Regions from separate parts of the Mus musculus genome. Here region 2 is linked to region 1. A link is a contact called in public promoter capture Hi-C data. All regions are on one chromosome and are shown on one strand. The core of a region is the stretch at or near the end of the contact, and the rest is flanking DNA. Distances in the headings are between cores, read along the strand shown. Region 1 overlaps 4930425O10Rik (RIKEN cDNA 4930425O10 gene). Region 2 overlaps Tspan5 (tetraspanin 5).

Region 1 (4,584 bases), core at 94-2,593:
GTCTCTCGTTCTTCATTCTATCGATCTATGTAACGTGAATACTGACATTTGACATCAGGCTAGCTCAGTCGGTAGAACACTGGACTCTTAATCCAAGAGTCCTGGGTTCAAGCCCTACGTTGGGCACCAAACAGTGTTCTGGGTTGCATGGGACAATTGATCAAAAAAAGAGAAGAGTTTAGGCAAGAAGCCTCAGCACTGACAAACAACTGATCTTGTCACAAAGGATGCCAACTCGTCTGGCTATTTGAGGTGAGATGCTCAGAGCTGCATCCCATGAGCACGAACCCCAGTATAATATTGGGGTTCCAGCATTCACATGCTTGGCTGTTCTCAGGAATGCAACTTGGACCTTTTGTAAAATTCATATTAGTCGCATGTTTGTGCGCTTGTGTGGGGTGAGGGGAGTAGCCAGAGGTATTAAATTGATCAGGTTCACAAATCCCAAGTTAGACTGACTGGGATCAAGTGCCTCAGTTTCTCCACCTATAAATTAGAGATACGTGTCTTAGTCAGGGTTTCTATCCCTGCACAAAACATCATGACCAAGAAGCAAGTTGGGAAGAAAAGGGTTTATTCAGCTTACACTTCCTCATTGCTGTTCATCACCAAAGGAAGTCAGGGCTGGAACTCACGCAGGTCAGGAAGCAGGAGCTGATGCAGAGGCCATGGAGGGATGTTCTTTACTGGCTTGCTTCCCCTGGCTTGCTCAGCCTGCTTTCTTATAGAACCCAAGACTACCAGCCCAGGGATGGCACCACCCACAATGGGCCCTCCCTCCTTGATCACTAATTGAGAAATTCCTTACAGCTGGATCTCATGGAGGCATTTCCTCAAGGAAGGCTCCTCTCTCTGTGATAACTCCAGCTTGTATCAAGTTGACACACAAAACCAGCCAGTACAATAAGCAAGGCTAAAAAATAGGAATGAAATGAGCTAGAATATAATCTAGCCACTGGACTGGCATGTGATGACAACCATACCCTGTCTTACCAAAGGGTACCACGGCCATCTCAGGGGCTGGGAATAGCCTCTTAAAGAGTGTTGTTTAAGCTGTAGCTTGAAGGATAAGAAGAAAGGGAACAGTGGAGAGGCTTCTGTTCCAAGTGGCAGAATGGATAGAGGGTAACTTTGAGGAAAATGCTGGCATAGCGTTGTGTTGCTGTTTGTACCCCCAACCCCATACACATTTGGGTGCAGTGCTGGGTGGGAGCGCTGAGCTGATCTCTGTGCCTTCCCCCCACAGAAGGATCCTGCTGGGCGAGAGCAGAAAGGCAGGGAGCATGAGCAAGCAGAAGAGCCCAGGCTGCCAGTCACCGGGAAGCAGTGGCTAATTACCTAGGACATGACTTATTAATGGATTCACGGAGCAGGTGGCTCTGGGAAAATGAGGTACTTGTTACCAAGCAGTGTAGGGGGACAGAAGGACGTTTTACTGTAGGCAGGGCCCAGGATGCACGGAAAATGGTAGCAAGGCACATTTAGCATTGGTAGGGAGTTTAAGGTTTCTGGGCCAGGCAGAGAGGTGCAGCTGGAATGGGAGGCTAGCTGGGTACTCCCAGAGGGCTTCGGCAAGGAGGGTAAAGGGAGGTGGGGATGCTTTCCTGGACAGAGCTGAGAAAGTGTGTCTGGTTTCAGTGTGAAGAGGTGGGTGAGGTAAGGCAAAAAGCAGAGGAATTAGGAGTCAGTGGCTCAAGCCCAGTGGTGACAACGTTGAGGGATTGAGCCATCAAAACAATAGCGAATGAGGGGAGATGAATCCAGGGGCATTGCCTGCAGCCCAGAGCTGGACTGAGGGATGCTGGATACTGGTGGGGCTCTCGATAGATGGCAAAACATTTCACAGCGTGGAGCAAGGGCCACAAATGACTACTGTGTTGGTTATCTATTGCTGTGTAAAACATTACCCCCAACTTGCTGGATTAAACAAGCACATATTTCCTTATGGTGTCTGTGGGTCAGGGATCCTGGCTAGGATTCTCTTGTCTAGAGTCTGTGAGAGGGCCACAGTCAGGTGTCTGTGGTCTTACCAGGGTAGGGCCACTTGCAGATTTAATCAAGAGTCTCGGTGGCAGCTGCCTGGAGTTACCACAATCATTTACTTCCTGTTGTGACCTCTTAGAGAAGATTCCCCAACGTTTCAGAAAAGCACCACTGGCCGGGGACCAAACGTATCACCTGTCGGAAAACATTTCACATTCAAACTGGAACTAGATGGCAAGCTGTGGATTCACTATATAGCCAAGGATGCTTTGAATTTCTGTTCTCTGGCCTCTGCTTCCCAAGTGCTTGGATTACAGGCATGGACTACACGCCCAGTTTATGTAGGGTTGAGGATCAAAGCCAGAGCTTCGTGAATGCCTGGGAAGTGCTCCACCAACTGAGTTGTACTCCCAAGCCTCATCCAAATGTTTATGTCCAAATTTATTGGAAAAAATTTAAATCCAAATTTATTGGAAAATTTCCAATTTGTGAGTATTGATCCTTAAGTTATATATATATATATATATATATATATATATATATATATATATATATATATATATATATAAAGTTATATGGTTTTAGTCAAATAAAACATCCCAAGCGCAGGTCATGAGACCTGCTGTGAGATTTCTAGCTTGGGAGCAGGACTGGAGAGTAGAGAGCAGAGGCCTTGCTGTGGGAGAAGGTGGGTGTAAGGCTGAGCGAATCATTGTTCCGACAGCCGGAGCTTGAGACTAGAAATGCCAATCACTTGATCCAGGTATCTGTATTCATATCAACTCTGCAGTCATATTGATGAAAATGACTTGTTTTCATTAAAGGCAAGCCTTTGAGCCCTGATCTGACAGCTACCCGTCTCTATAAAAAGAGACACATTGACATCCACAGCTCTCATTTCAATTGGACAGGCGGTTCCCTGCTTGTTAAAGGAACGGAAAGACAATTGAGCCTTATTAGGTAGGAGACGATGCTTCATACGACAGAAAAACAGTGTTTTGCTTTGGAGAGACTCGATAAAGAAGAGAGAGTTACTGACAGGATCAGAGCTCCACGCATGTCAGAAGAGCTGCCTCAGCTGCTCTCTGGCCCGTGTTAGGGAAGATTAGGAGCTGTTTCCAGACAAATACCTGAGCATTAGCTGACTCGGAGGAATGTACTGGAAAAACAAGCTGGCTCTCAAGTGTGGCAGAGAGCGAGGATATAGCGTGGGCTTTCATCAACAGCACACACACCTCAGTGAAAACTAATTTATACGCACTTGCTGAAAGGCTTCGTAAGCAAGAAAACTTCACGGAAATTCTCCTCACTGCCCCAGTCAGCAAATCCATATCTGGTACATACATGTGTTCATGGCTGGAGTCACAGTGGGAGACAGCCAAGTGTTACACTGCCCCAATGCCTGGCAGGCTACCGGGCAAGACAGGTATTCTTCCAATAAGAATAAGACACTTGGATATATAATTAGTGGGAGCAAGCTATGGGAACTTCACCTTAGAGTGACCTGTCACAAGCCAGTGACTTGAAAAGGCATTCAGAAAAGGCATTCAGAGAACCACAAGGTGCTGAGGACTTCAGACTATTTACTAAGTGGTAATGTAATTTATATATATATATATATATATATATTATATATATATTCACACTCAACATTGAGTTCCCTTTCACTATCCAAATTGTTCTAGTCCATCTTCAATAAGAAAGTCATCTTACGTTCATAGAGGAACCATAAAGTAGGCGTGAAGCCTTTCTTTGAGTATTAACACTGATGAGTCTCTTTGCCCCTAAAGCAAAGCCTGTGCTTTTGTCCTTTATGATGCCACACAGAAGAAGCCATAAAAGGTGAGCACAGACAAAGCACGGATGTGGGGAACCTTCCAGACTGCCAGTGAAGTAAAAGGTGGTGACGCCTCCTGGAAGAAGCTGGCAGCTCATTAGTTGAGCACAGGGTTACCTATGGCTCAGAAGTTCCCCTGCTGGGTATGTAGACAAGAAAAATGGGAACACATGTCCACACAAAATGTCTACCTACATGCACATTCATCCATAATATTTGTGATGGTGACGAAGTGGAGACAGTTTAAGTGAAAGAATAAACTCATTGGATATAGCAGTACAATGGATGCCACTTGTCCATACATAACAACAAAAACCAGTATGGTGGATCCTCAAAACTCTGAAAATAGCATAACATTGTTGGGTACACACATGAAGAACGATTCAGCATGCTACCATGATGCTTGTTTATTGTTTATTATTAAACATATAGCCTTGTTTATTGCTACATGGTGGCCAGGGAAAGGAACCAGCCTAGACGTCTGTCAGTAGATGACCTGACAAGGAAAACATCATACAACAGACAATGGGATTTTGTACAGCCACAAGGAAAAATGGAATCGGGGCTGGAGAGATAGCTCAGCAGTTTAGAGCACTGACTGTTGTTCCAGAGGTCCTGAGTTCAATTCTCAGCAACCACTTGGTGGCTCACAACCATCTTTATGGGTCCCAGGCCCTCTTCTGTTGTGTCTGAAGACAGTCACAGCGTAATCATATACATTTAGAAAAAAACAAAAAAACCAATCATGATGTCATGATGTTTGG
Region 2 (5,104 bases), core at 1,869-4,368, 150 kb after region 1:
ACCCAGTTCTAGGTGCCTCCTTCTGTCCTTTCTGGACACAAGGCACACATATGACACGCTCGTACCTGTAGGCAAAGCACTCATTCACATAAAATAAAAACCAACCTTTTTCTTTAAAAAAGCCACGCATCTCGGTGACTGTGCAGGCAGGTTACGGAGAGAGCTGGCTGCCTTCAGCCAGTTTTCATGGGGCGGGATGAGGGATGCCTGAGATGGTGCATTTCTGATAAGTCCCCTGGTGCAGAGCCATCCTGTGAGGACCACTGCTGGCCTGAGCCTTGTCGCACGCACGCATACTTGCAGACCCCTCAAGGGACCCACCATGCCACACTTTGATCCTTCTGCATCTACTGTTGCCTGTGCAGGAGTGAGGCTCCCTTTGTCTCCCCTTTCAAACACAGCTAGAATGTTGCTTCCTAGGAAGTTTCCTCTGTCAGCACCCCCACCCCAATGCCTCTGTTTCTATGGCAACTTGTCTATGCCTCCAGGAAGACTCCATTCCCTGCACCTAAGTTGTGATTTTATTTATGTGCCCCCATTAGCTCTCTAATAAAAGACATCATCTGTTGTTGTTTTTTTCCCTTTTGGGGGAGGGGCGGGCAAGGAGGATGGCATTCAAGACAGGGTTTCCCTGTATAGCCTTGGCTGTTCTGGAACTGGCATTGTAGACCAGGTTGGCCTGGAACTCAGAGATTCATCTGCCCCTGCCTCTAAGTGCTGGAATTAAAGGTGTGTGCCACCCCTGCCCGGCTTTCTCATTCTCCTTTCTATCCCTGGCACCTAGCTCCGTGCCTGCTCAGTCCTGAACATATGAAACATGTTGTATGATTTAATCCTTCTTCCACCATTACAAAGAAAAATCCTATTTTGAATTGTATTTGTGTTAACTATTTGTTTGTTTGTTTTAGCTCTTAAAACATGTCTGTGGTATTTTGCTTTTAAGTTAACAAGATCTTTGAGTACAAAAGCTGTGCATCTAAGAGTACTAAACTTCTAGACCGAGTTGGTGAGTGCTCTGCATCTTGCTGCTTAACTCAAACAGTGAGAGCCTCTTCCCACAGAGGTTCATGCTTGCCTACAGATAACTGACTTTTTACGCCTGTAGTCTGACATACTTCCAGTCCATTTCAGCCTTCAGTGCGCCCCTCTGGTGTGTTTTCAGCCTTGGCTTTGTCTAATGGCTGGGGGAGGGGTAAGCAATAGAGCAGCCCATCAGGGCAAGCCTTTTTTAAATTTTATTTATTTATTTTTTTAACTGTAAGACAAGCAAAGATTAGTGAGCTGTAAGCTTGCAACTTCCACGTTTCTATCCAGAAGTGGATAGCTAATCCCTCATGTTCCTTTTTTATATGCTTGCATTGCCTGGGTAATTTCCAAGAATATGGATTTTATTGCTTGCGTAGCCGTCCCCCTCCCCATCTCAGATTACAAGCTCTTGCTCAAAATGTCAAGGTCCAAGTTCTAACAAAGAGCTCTCTAGACCAGACTGCCTCAGACTGTGGGCATTTCTTTAAGGCCTTCTCCTGGAACAGTGTGCATTCAAAGGGAAAAGCCCTTTCATCGTCTCTGGGAAGATACTGCGGGCTCTTGGTGCTACGCAGTTCCAAAGAAGTCCCCCTCCTGGCCCCTTTTTCCTTTCCCAGGCTCTGTGTGATGGACTGCTCCAGATCCTGTTCTTGGCTTCGAGCCCCAGCAGTCTGTGTCCGCAATCCCATAAACAAGCAGAGGACTAGCCCTTCAGGTGGATGGTGGAGACTGAATTAAGTATTCTTGCCTCTCGTGCCCGGTCACAACAGCTGGCCCAACAGTTTAGAACATCTGGGGTTTTCATTGAGCTGCCCTGAAAAGAGATCACAGCTTCGTACAAGTCAGAGGAAGCCCCCAGCACTGTGGTTGTAGGCTTCTCTGAATGTTTTGCTCATGCAGCATGAGAATTATGTGGATCCCCTAAAACTGTGGGTGTAGGTATTTTATAGCCATTCATGTAAAGGAGCAGAATAGATCTCAAACTAGAGTCCGTTAGTGTCTCTTAAATATATAACTATTTGGAGCACAGTTCTGGAAGGATGCTCAAGCCGGTGACAGAAGAAGGAGAATTAAACAGCACTCAGGGGCCGTCCGTCACCTTTGCTTTATCCATGCACGTGCTCAGTGATTAGTATAGGCCCTGACTGTCCTACTGTCTGACGTGAGGTGTTGTCATTCTTTCCAGTCCTGTGTACACATGTAGGCAGGACAAGGCCATACCTGGTATGGCAGGGAAGCTCTGAGGACAAGGGGGCCTGAGTTCATCTTCTACCAGGGCTTTTCTGACTCTGAAAGGGGAGCTGCCTGTTAAGGTGGCCACTGTGGGAGGAGTTGGGGAGCAGGCAGGGTAATGTCTGAGGAGCGATGGGGGGCAGGGAATAATCTGCACAGACTCCTTGCTTACAGTTGGCTTTCATGTGGTTTCGTGGACCCCACAGTTTGCAGCAGTTAGTAACATCAGTCATTGGTTAGATCAGGCAAGGCCTGCAGGCTCTGGGAAGCCAAAGAACCCTTCAGGGATTCCTGCCCCATCTGAGGACACAGTGTAGTCTTCTCAGTGGCCTGTGCAGCCTGACACAGCCTGGCTACTGTGAGCCTCTGAGCTGTGCTTCTCCGTTCCTGGCACTTTGTGTCCCGCTTTGTCGCCATCTGTCCGGGGCCTCAGTCCAGATGTCTGGCTTCGGCTAGGGTGCTGTTCGGACATCCGCCAGTCAGCTCTTCCTTCCTTCATGGTGCCCAATGAACATGTATTTTTTTCCCCTTAATATTTATTTTGTTTTTATTTATGTGTCTCTCTGTGTGTATGCTCCAAAGAGGATGTTTAATCCCCTGAACTAGTGGGGCTTGAACTAGTGGTTGTGAGCTGCCCAACAGGGGGTACTCAGACCCCATGTCTAGTCCTCTGTAACAGCAGCAAACTCTTAACTAATGGAGTCATCAGATACTAATCCCTGTCCCTCTCGTGGGTTTGCTCTAGTCACTCTGCAGTACCTGCAGTTGCCTTCCACTTGGCTTTCTCTCCTCACTCTGCCCTCCTCCCTGGCAGCAGCCCTGAGCAGCCCGCTCATCTGTGACTTTCTATTGCTTGTCTTTCCTTGCGCTGCCCTGCTAGCGTGTCAGTGCTACAAAGCAGGCACTTGTCCGCTCAGTTCCCTGACTTGTCCGAAGCCCTCCAGTGGCTGCATTGCCGGTTGTAGTTGCCCAGCAGGCTCTGCCTTTCCCGAGTTGTATTATGGTACTGTGCAGCACCAGGGCTAGAGGTCCCTAGGCAATATGTACTGGGGCCACAATTAGATGGCCTTGTGACTATGTAAAGGGAGAGACATTGGCCCTGGCCTCCATGGGAATTGTCCTGTTTACAGAGTCGAGTTTTGTCTGTCATGCCATCTTATCAAGACCATTCTGGACAGTTGTAAACTGGGACATCAGAGCCCAGTGGCAAGAGTAGGATTGATTCTCTGTTGGTTGAATTTTCTGCCAGCTCATACTTTGGCAGGAATTGTACTCAGGGACTTTTTTTCTCCTGAAATAACTCCCCACCCTACCAAGACAGGTGTTGTATTAGTGGCTGTACATAGGATACCTGTATAAGCTGGCTACCCATCTGCCAGAGCTGCAGTGTTGGCTCAGAAAAAAGGAGAGTGAGAACAAGTGAGCTTCTCTGCTGGCTCATTGGTCTGTCCAGGGAAGGCGGTAGGTGCGCCTCGCCTGCCTGTTCCAGCGGAGGTTTACATTCTCAGAACGTTAGTCCGCTGTTGGTGAGGCTGTTGGTGAGGCTCGGCTTCCTGCAGTGCTGGTCGGGAACTTTGTTTCAGTCTGGACAGATCGCAGGTGAAATTGCTACATCTTAAGCAAACAGGAGTAAGGAGTGCTCGTTTAGAAGCCGCTTAAGAACTTGGATGGCTGGGCCCTGGTATGTAATTGCTTCTTTTTAGGAATACAAGTAGCAGAGGTGACAGAAATATATGATGATGGTAAAATAATTTAGTTTTCAAAAATACAAAACGTGAGATTTGCTTCCCAGAGAATTCAGTTAGCAGCCAAATACTCAAACAAGAAAAACATCCTTCAGAATTTCTGCTAGGTCCAGCCAGCCCTGAGAACAGCACCCAGAAGTCGATTCTGTCTGCAGAGCAGTAGGTTTTATTTCCCCTGTACTGGGAAGTTGAAGACGGGGCCCAGTGTGTGCTTGGAAAGCACTAACCACTGAGCAGCAACCCAGACCCACATTGGAATGTTGAAGGGCCATAGTTTCCAGGTATAAGACCAATTACCCTTCACACCTCCATCCTGTCATTACCGGAAAACACTTCTCAGTAGTTCTCAGTTCTGCCCACGTTTCCTCCATATCCTGGACACGATCAGCTCCTGCCTGCTCCTCCCTCATCTTCCTTTGGATCCCTGTGGATCCAGACGTCTGCAACCCACATGGTGATTCTTCTCCTCAGTGCCAGCCTGTCCCACCCACTCCCACCCACCACTCAGTCTCACAGATGGTCCCTGAGAATCCTCCTGTCACCAGGGTGATGAATGGGCGCCTTACAAGGTCCAAAAGTGCCGTGCCACACTTGCGTCTCTGATTGCATGCCAGCCCCTCCCATCTGCTGTTGTTAGCCACACAGATTTGGTGACTTGTAATTCTCTCCTTACCACGGGGCAGTTTTATTCTTTCGTGACCTGAAAGTCCTCTGAACTGTAAGAGCTATGTCTGTTTTTTCTTATCTCCTTTTATCTTGAGACGTGTAAGGTCAAGTATAAAGTTGGGACTCAAAGCGACTTGGAATACTGGAAAGGTGGCTTTTTGAAGTGTCCATTTCGTGCCAGTTGGGATGGGACACTGTTCCAGTCCAAAACAATGGAGTCTGCCAGGATGAAAATAACTGGATATGGAAGAAGAGCTTTTCCACTTGACAGTGGGGCAGATGCATCCTTCTGGAATCACCCTGTGACACCCGAGACTATTTTCCTTTCCAGTTTTGCCAAAGCATCAGTTGTGCTGGCTCTGGAATCCAGGTCTAGCTTCCGTCACTGTACCACTCTTGGTTCCCATGGGGCCATTCTCAGTTCTGGCAGAAGA

Evidence for each region. Capture Hi-C pulls out chosen DNA fragments and counts their contacts.
Region 2: a contact with region 1 is called in a promoter capture Hi-C map of pancreatic islet. The contact joins two enhancer-like sites. A contact is called at or near these places in 2 of 484 Hi-C or Micro-C datasets (cortical neurons and nephron progenitors) and 3 of 9 other capture datasets (embryonic stem cells, liver and pancreatic islet).

Annotation. Positions count from the first base shown.
Region 1 is chr3:138,707,313-138,711,896 of GRCm38.p6, forward strand. 4930425O10Rik (RIKEN cDNA 4930425O10 gene) reads right to left here. Exons shown (of 4, transcript NR_040545.1): 4 at 4,223-4,584. Among named protein-coding and RNA genes, the nearest start is that of 4930425O10Rik, 17 kb to the right of the region's middle. Within about 2 kb of position 1,344, at least 2 of the 459 cell types and tissues checked have an H3K27ac peak or open chromatin away from gene starts, as enhancers often do. A contact at or near this core is called in pancreatic islet, where this site is marked.
Region 2 is chr3:138,856,728-138,861,831 of GRCm38.p6, forward strand. The region is part of intron 1 of Tspan5 (tetraspanin 5); the gene reads left to right. Among named protein-coding and RNA genes, the nearest start is that of Tspan5, 120 kb to the left of the region's middle. Within about 2 kb of position 3,119, at least 94 of the 459 cell types and tissues checked have an H3K27ac peak or open chromatin away from gene starts, as enhancers often do. A contact at or near this core is called in pancreatic islet, where this site is marked.